2 separate regions of the Zea mays genome follow, and region 2 is linked to region 1. Evidence: chromatin contacts called from public Hi-C data. All regions are on one chromosome and are shown on one strand. Each heading gives the region's core, a stretch centred on a gene start, on an enhancer-like site or on the middle of the called end of the contact. The rest is flanking DNA. Distances are from core to core; before and after follow the strand shown.

The links. Hi-C and Micro-C count contacts between places; a contact is called where the count stands out from the background.
Region 2: a Hi-C map of ear shows a contact between it and region 1, with 1.8 times the contacts expected there. The contact joins the promoter of LOC100277418 here to the promoter of LOC103643777 in region 1. A contact is called at or near these places in 2 of 25 Hi-C or Micro-C datasets (bundle sheath and ear).

The regions. Positions count from the first base shown.
Region 1 is chr1:264,915,077-264,918,417 of Zm-B73-REFERENCE-NAM-5.0, forward strand. It overlaps LOC103643777 (nuclear poly(A) polymerase 1), which reads right to left and starts at 1,269. Exons shown (of 13, transcript XR_002266495.2): 1 at 1-1,269.
Region 2 is chr1:265,178,130-265,181,668 of Zm-B73-REFERENCE-NAM-5.0, forward strand. It overlaps LOC100277418, which reads left to right and starts at 2,013. Exons shown (of 2, transcript NM_001165631.1): 1 at 2,013-2,331; 2 at 2,932-3,539. The coding sequence starts at 2,191. The coding sequence ends at 3,474.

The DNA.
Region 1 (3,341 bases), core at 19-2,518:
CCTTCGCTAAACGTAAATTTGATCTTTTTGCCCTTCACTGCCTCAACACTTATTTTTCCTTTCCTTTTTATTTTCCTCCGGGTGTCAGAGTGAAGGACAACTATTGAATCAACGGCATGTGCAAAAAAGAACCGGACGGTGGGGGATTAAAACAATGTCTGGTACAGTCGGTTTCTCACTTGACATTAACAACTCAAGAACCCCGGGAGCAGGCCCCAAAACTAGATGAGAAAGAGCAGGACCCAAATAAATCAGAAATAACTAAGAGTAAAAAAAGAAAATGATGCGGCTTCTTTTCCAGTTACAGAACGAGACGCACGAGACGAAACGCGCCGGTGACAACAGGAACACCGCCGCCGCCGTCGATACCGGAATCGTTCTTGGATCCGAGCAGGAGGGGTACAAGCTAACGGCGGGCGAGCGAGCGCCGGGCCAGGACCGTTCTTCCGAGTCGGGCGACGGGCGCGGCGTCTGCGACGTGGGAGGGAAGCGGTGCGGCGACCGGGGAGGTCGGCGGAGCGCTTGCTGCTTCCTTTCCCTTCCCTTGTTCCTTCGTGGTGGAGCGGGCCCAAGCCCAGTTTTATCAAAGAGAGGTAGAGGATGCGCAAGCACTTCACTGCTTCCGAAGGGGACGGATGGCGGCGTGTGATGGGAGGGCGGCGGTGACGACAGATGTAGATGGGGCCACGGTTGCGGACGGGGCCGAGCTGACGGCGGCGCGGCAGCGGACAGGGGCGAGGCGGTGGCGTGGTGGCGGGCGGACGGGGGAGCGCCTTCGGCCGCGGATGGCGGCGTTGTGGTGGACGGACGGGCCCGCGGCGGCGGATGTGGATGGGCCCCCGGCGGCGGCGACGGACGGGAGGCCGGTGACGCACTGACGCTGACGCGGCTCGCGGACAGGACAGGAACTACGGAAACGCGACAGGGGCCGGGTGGGTGGGACCCACGGAAAGGAGAGGATCGTTGTGCTCCTGCCGCTCTACCGGCACTTGGTAGTCATTCCTCTCGTTCAGTTCGTGAAAATAGGTCAGTTAGAGAGTAGCTCCAAGAGAGCACTTAATTTTCTCCCAAAAAAAACTGTTATTGGGGTTGTTGAAAAACAAAATATTGCTAAAAAATATAAAACCACATCAGTCTGCTAAGATATGTTCCCTGAAATATAAAACCTGTTACCGGCCATTCTTCGTGACCTCGCTTCGAGCCGCCTCCACCTCCACCCTCCAGTGTTACCACTGTCATCGTCATCGATTGAGTTCCTCACTCCGTTCTAGTTAGTTCTCATCATCTTGGTCATCTTTTGCACTCTCAATGCGGTGATGACAAAGTTTTTGGCTGGTATTGTTTAGGGATTAGGTATGCAGATTAGGGTTCAACAGGTTATTAAACCTCGTCCTGATGTTCTTTCTGTTAATAGTTGTGTGCTTGAGGTTCATCTTAGCGTCGACAATATGCTTAATCGTTTAATATTTGTGTGCTTCTAGTGAACTAAACCCTGAACGAGAAAATTGTACCTAATATTAAAGTGGAACTCATTTTCTTATATATCTGGGTTTCTTCCTGTTAATAGTTGTATTGATGCGTCAAAAGCTTTGTTTTCTTGTATACCTCAAAAGCTTTTGGTGAACTAAACTCTAAACTATATATCTCAGTTTCTTCTTATATAATTTGTTGTTTGTGTTTCCATAGATGGCGCAGAAGATCGATGTTGCCGACAAGGCAATCTCAATCATGCAGGAGTCTGCTAAGCGTGTCCTAAGTATATGACATGAGAAGCTACCTTTGGGGAAGCCGCTAAATGTTTTTGAGGATAGGGCAGTCTGAGAAGCGCTCGAATTTACTCTTGGAGGATTGGACCAATACTCTTTATTCTGCCAAATAGAGTTGGATGCTGCCAATAAGGTTGATGTGGAGGATGATTTCAGCTCGGTGTCTAGTTTCACTTGGCCACAATCTCCGCGTGAACCACACCCTGACGACTTCATGTCCATTGAAGAGCACTTTGAAAAATCCGAGGGCGTTGAATACGACTCGGACCAGATGCCTAGTTACTCGGACTAGGTTGAAGAATATCTTGTATGGGGTCTTATGGTTTAAGAAGTATGTCTCTTTTGTATCTTGGATCATGTTGTAACGGTGTCTGACAATGTGAAATGTTGGATCCTAAGAACTATAGCAATTTGTGTATCCGAAGTAATGTTAGATGTATGGCTTTGTATGAACCAGTCTTTTGTGATCAAGTATGGGCTTGTGATGAAGTATCTATTGTGTTTCAGATTGTGAACCATGTTTTCAGATTCTTTTTATTTTCATGGACAGACTGTGTGATGAACCATGTTTCAGACAGATTGTCAACCATGTTTTAGACTGTGTGATGAACCATGTGTCGGTGTTTCGTACCTCACACCTATAAGTAAATTTATTGTGCGCATTCCGGGCTTTAGAGGGTGTGTGCGGAGGGCACAAGATTTATACTGGTTCGGGCAGAATGTCTCTACTTCTAGTCATCAGTGGCTTGCGCTACTGGCACTATTGATTATCAAATTCGTAGTAGGGGTTACAAGTAGTCGAGAGAGGGAGGAGAGGCTCCTAGATCTCTTATTGAGGTGGGAGTGGAGCTTAGAAGCTGTAAGGTGAAGTCCTAGCTAAGTCTTGGCTTAGCGAGGCTCCAGCCTCCTGGACCTCGTCGGCGCTCCTCCTCTTGTAAATCCTTATGGGTTTGTCACCGTTTGAAGGCGTTCGGTTGTCCCTCTGTTTGATCCCCCTGCCTTGAGGTGACTGTCAGTGTTTAGAGTCCGACCGCACACCCAGGGTTACCCCTTGCGGTGCTTTTGGGTAGGACGGTGTTGTTGATTGTAGCTTAATGGTTCGTGCTAGATGCACGAGAGAAGGACAGACAATTTTCTATAAGTTCGGGCCGCTTGGAGAGGCGTAATACCCTACTTCCTGGTGTGGATCTTTATGTGGTGGGTTACAAGTGAAGTCTCCTAAATGGAGAAAAGTTAATGATATAGGTATGTGGTCGATGGAAATGATGGGGTACCCTCTGGGCCTTATATACTCGACCATGGGGCACTCCATGTGTACATGAGGATCACGTGTCTCCTAAATAATAGTGAATCGACTGAACTGATCTTTCTACAATCTTGCCGACTTATCCCTAATCCACCCCGATATTCAAGGGCGCCATACACGGGAAAGTCGGGCGGTTGCTGCGGATAGCACGCGAGTATGACGGGTTGCCTAGGCCTGAGTCTGCTTCTTTCTTGTGTCGGCCCACTCCGCCAGTAGTTCTAGCCCGGCCCAGGAAGGGAAAGCCTTGCGAGGTAACTGGCCCGAGGCCT
Region 2 (3,539 bases), core at 763-3,262, 260 kb after region 1:
ATCGGGCCGAACCGGCCCGAAATTCAAACAATACGGGCCTTTTCGGGCTTAGGCCCGGCCGGGCGTCCCGAATGTATACCTATACTAGTGATGACCAAATAGATAAAAGATTTCACGTATTTCAATAAACTGGGTGTATTACGTGTGTGACCGAATACTAGTGGTGAGATAGATTACTATTTTTATTTTTCTCTCAGCTCCAAATCATTTAGTTATTTGAGACAGCCATTGCGGACGGCCTAATTATAAGAGATGGCTAAGAGACTTCATGATACAACCTTGAGACTATCTATACTACTTATTAAGAAGGTAAGAGTAGTCTGCCGTTCTGCCCTCTCCCGTGTTCTGCCGTTCTGCCCTCCCCCGTTTCGCGCGCAGAAAAAAAATCAAACTATGGCTGCTTAGGGATTGAACCTTGGATCTATTGAGTAGGATGCCTAGCCTTCCACCCTCTAACCAACATGACTCATGTTGAATTGTGTACAACTTCAACTAAGAATTTATTTGTGTTTAACCCGCCGTCCATTCTGTATGCTCACTGAGTCTAGAAAAACATTTATAGCTTGGTCCCTGATCTTTCTGGAATTTGGAACGCAGTCTAGGAAATAAAGAAAATAGGGAAAAGGAGTTTAGAAATTGATTTTTAGTTTAAAAATAATTGCAGAAACCCATTTAATTCATGGAAATTTCATATTAAATCCAAATAAGTTCATTCCAATTTCTATAATTCTATAATATTATTTTTTATCACATAATACCTATGTTTTGTCATGAAAACAACAATAAATTGATTTCCTAATTAATCATATATCAAATACATAGAAACTTTGGAAATTCGCAGCTTCCTCATTTTAATTCTAAATTGAACTGTTTCAGTTGTGTTAGTCTCGTATGAATATTTACTACGCAGTAACAACATTGATTATACCATGTTTCATACTTTTATAATTAGATATTTATTTTATTCTATGTTAATTGGGTTAATCTATATCTATTGGATTAATTTATTTAATATATTAATATAGTATTCTAACTTTATGGTTATACGATGTTTGACCATTCGTCTTGCAAATACACACACTCACCTTTTTGTTTAAGCAAAAGCGTATGGTGGTACGTGTCCGATGACTAACGATGTACGAGGGAATTTCTTCCGGTATGTGTGAAACATGCTCTCCAATAATGAGACCATGCAAATCGTGACATATATCGAAGTCTGCATGATACTGATGGTTGCAATATAGTGGTGAAACAGATAGATTATGAATAACAAAATTTATGTATGGCCAGAATCACAAATTGATTATGAAACATTTTCGCATAACGGTATAACACATATTTTATATATAAGTTATCGTAGTATACTGGTATTATATATTTCCGTTGCAACGCACGGGCATTCAGCTAGTAGATCATAAATACAGCTAAGACACAACGTGTATAGAAAGTCGTGAAAAACGGACTCTTCGCGAAGAGTTCACCTATTTTATTTTTTCAATTAGGCCTTAGACTCAAGAAGCTCTATATTAAGTGCAGTTGTAAAACCCTAAGCTACGAGAATTAAGAAAAAGGGAAAAGATTATTCGTCCGGCACCACATTCCTAGTGTGTCAATTGTTTACCGATCCCAATGAAGATCTCGGGGCGTGGGTCCCGCGTGATCCCCACGCAACCCGCAAGTGTGTGTGTGGCGCTGGAGCTGGAGTACGGTACTCAACTACGACGGCTCGGCTCCTCCGGTTCAGCTACGCGTAGTACACGAGAGTACTAGACGGGGGAGGCGCAGAGCAGTGAGTGGCATAGGCTGGTCCATCCCCATCACACACAGCGGGCGCCATCTGCCATCAATGCGGCCTACCCCGCTCGCATTCATTGCACATCTTGTCCTCATGCCTCGCCTTTCCAACACCTTAATTAATGCCGCGCCCATACGTGCCTCCAAACCCCGACCCTTTTTTATCACTCGCTCGCTCCCTCCTCGTCCTCTGCCCTGCTCGCCCACGCACCTCCTCTCTCTCCCCTCCTGCGCTAGCACTACTACTGCTACCAGCGAGTGCACGACACACACATCCTCCTCCCCCCTTCGTCTCTCTCTCCCTCTCTCTCTCTGCCTGCGCGCCTGAGAGCTGCCACCGCCAAGGCGAAACGGCCGTCGCCGCATGCTGCGGCTGAGCTAGAGACGAGAGGCGAGATGGCGGCCGAGGCGCTGGGGTTCATGGCGCGGGGAGCCACCGGCGGGAGGGCGGCGGAGCTCGTCACCAGGGACTTCCTCGGCGGGTGCGCCGCCGCCGAAGACGACGCCAGGGACGCGTCCGCCAGGAATGACGCCGTGGTAAGCACCTCGGCCCCGTGCTGTCTTTGAATTCGCAAAGCCTCTCTGTTCTCTGCTCTCCCCTGCCTCTGCGTGTGATGTGCCTGTGCATGCTCGCCTTCGGATCGGACCCGCTTGCTGATGTTGCTTGATTGAATTGGAAGAGCGCACCTTGACCTTGGTGTTCATAAGTTTTTCGAAGAAGGAAGAACTTTCTTCGCTTTCTCCAACGTGGAAAAGTCTTGGTCCGAGGCCTCCATCCAAGACGACTATTCTGCTATAGCCTATAGTATCCAGTTTGGATTTGCAAGTGGTCAATAGTAATATTAGTCCAAATTCCATTCCCTCGTGATCAGAATTTTATATGAAACATGTTGCTCTACCAGAACCATTAAACATTCCCACTAAACTAAACGCGAAATACTAAAATCTGTACTTGCACATGCATGCTGTCCTTTTTTGTGCTTTATTATCTATAATCACAATCAGTTGTGATTATAGAAGAATTTACTAGCACATCAGTAGCTGCATTAGCTTACGCTTATCTATAATCACAATCAGTTGTACTTGCTCTAGTTGAGAAACGAAGCTAATGTTTTTTTTTTGTGCGCCCACGTGCAGCCCGCGAGGGTGCACCAGCAGAAGCACGCGTGCCCGGCGGCGCCGAGGGACCTGAACCTGTTCCCGGTAGCCGCCACCACGAAGCCCTGCGCCGCGACGGCGGCAGCGGCAGCGGCACCAGCGGTCGCGGGCGGCGCCACGGCTACGTACCACAGCGTGTGCACGATCGAGAAGGTGAAGACGGCCCTGGAGCGGTTCGAGCGCGGCAGGCAGCACCAGTCCCCGCACCCGCACCAGCAGCAGCAGCACAGCGGCGCGGGCGCGTCCCCGTCGTCGTCTTCCGTGACCACGTCCTCCGTGAAGCGCCGCGGCGGCGGCGGCGGCGGCGGCGGCGGCGTGGAGCAGGGCGACGGCTGCGACTCGCCCTCCGGCGGCGGGATGGTGGCCGCGGCGTGCCCCAGGTGCTTCCTGTACGTGCTAATCTCCCGGAGCGACCCGCGGTGCCCGCGCTGCGAGTCCCACGTCCCGGCCCCGCCGGCGCCAGCGCCGGCCGCGAGCAAGAAGCCGCGGATCGACCTCAACGTCGGCTACCTGGGCACATAGCTTGTGGTTTAGGCATATGGGGCGATGGCGTAGCCTCCTAGATGGAGCGGCTGCCGTCTCCTACC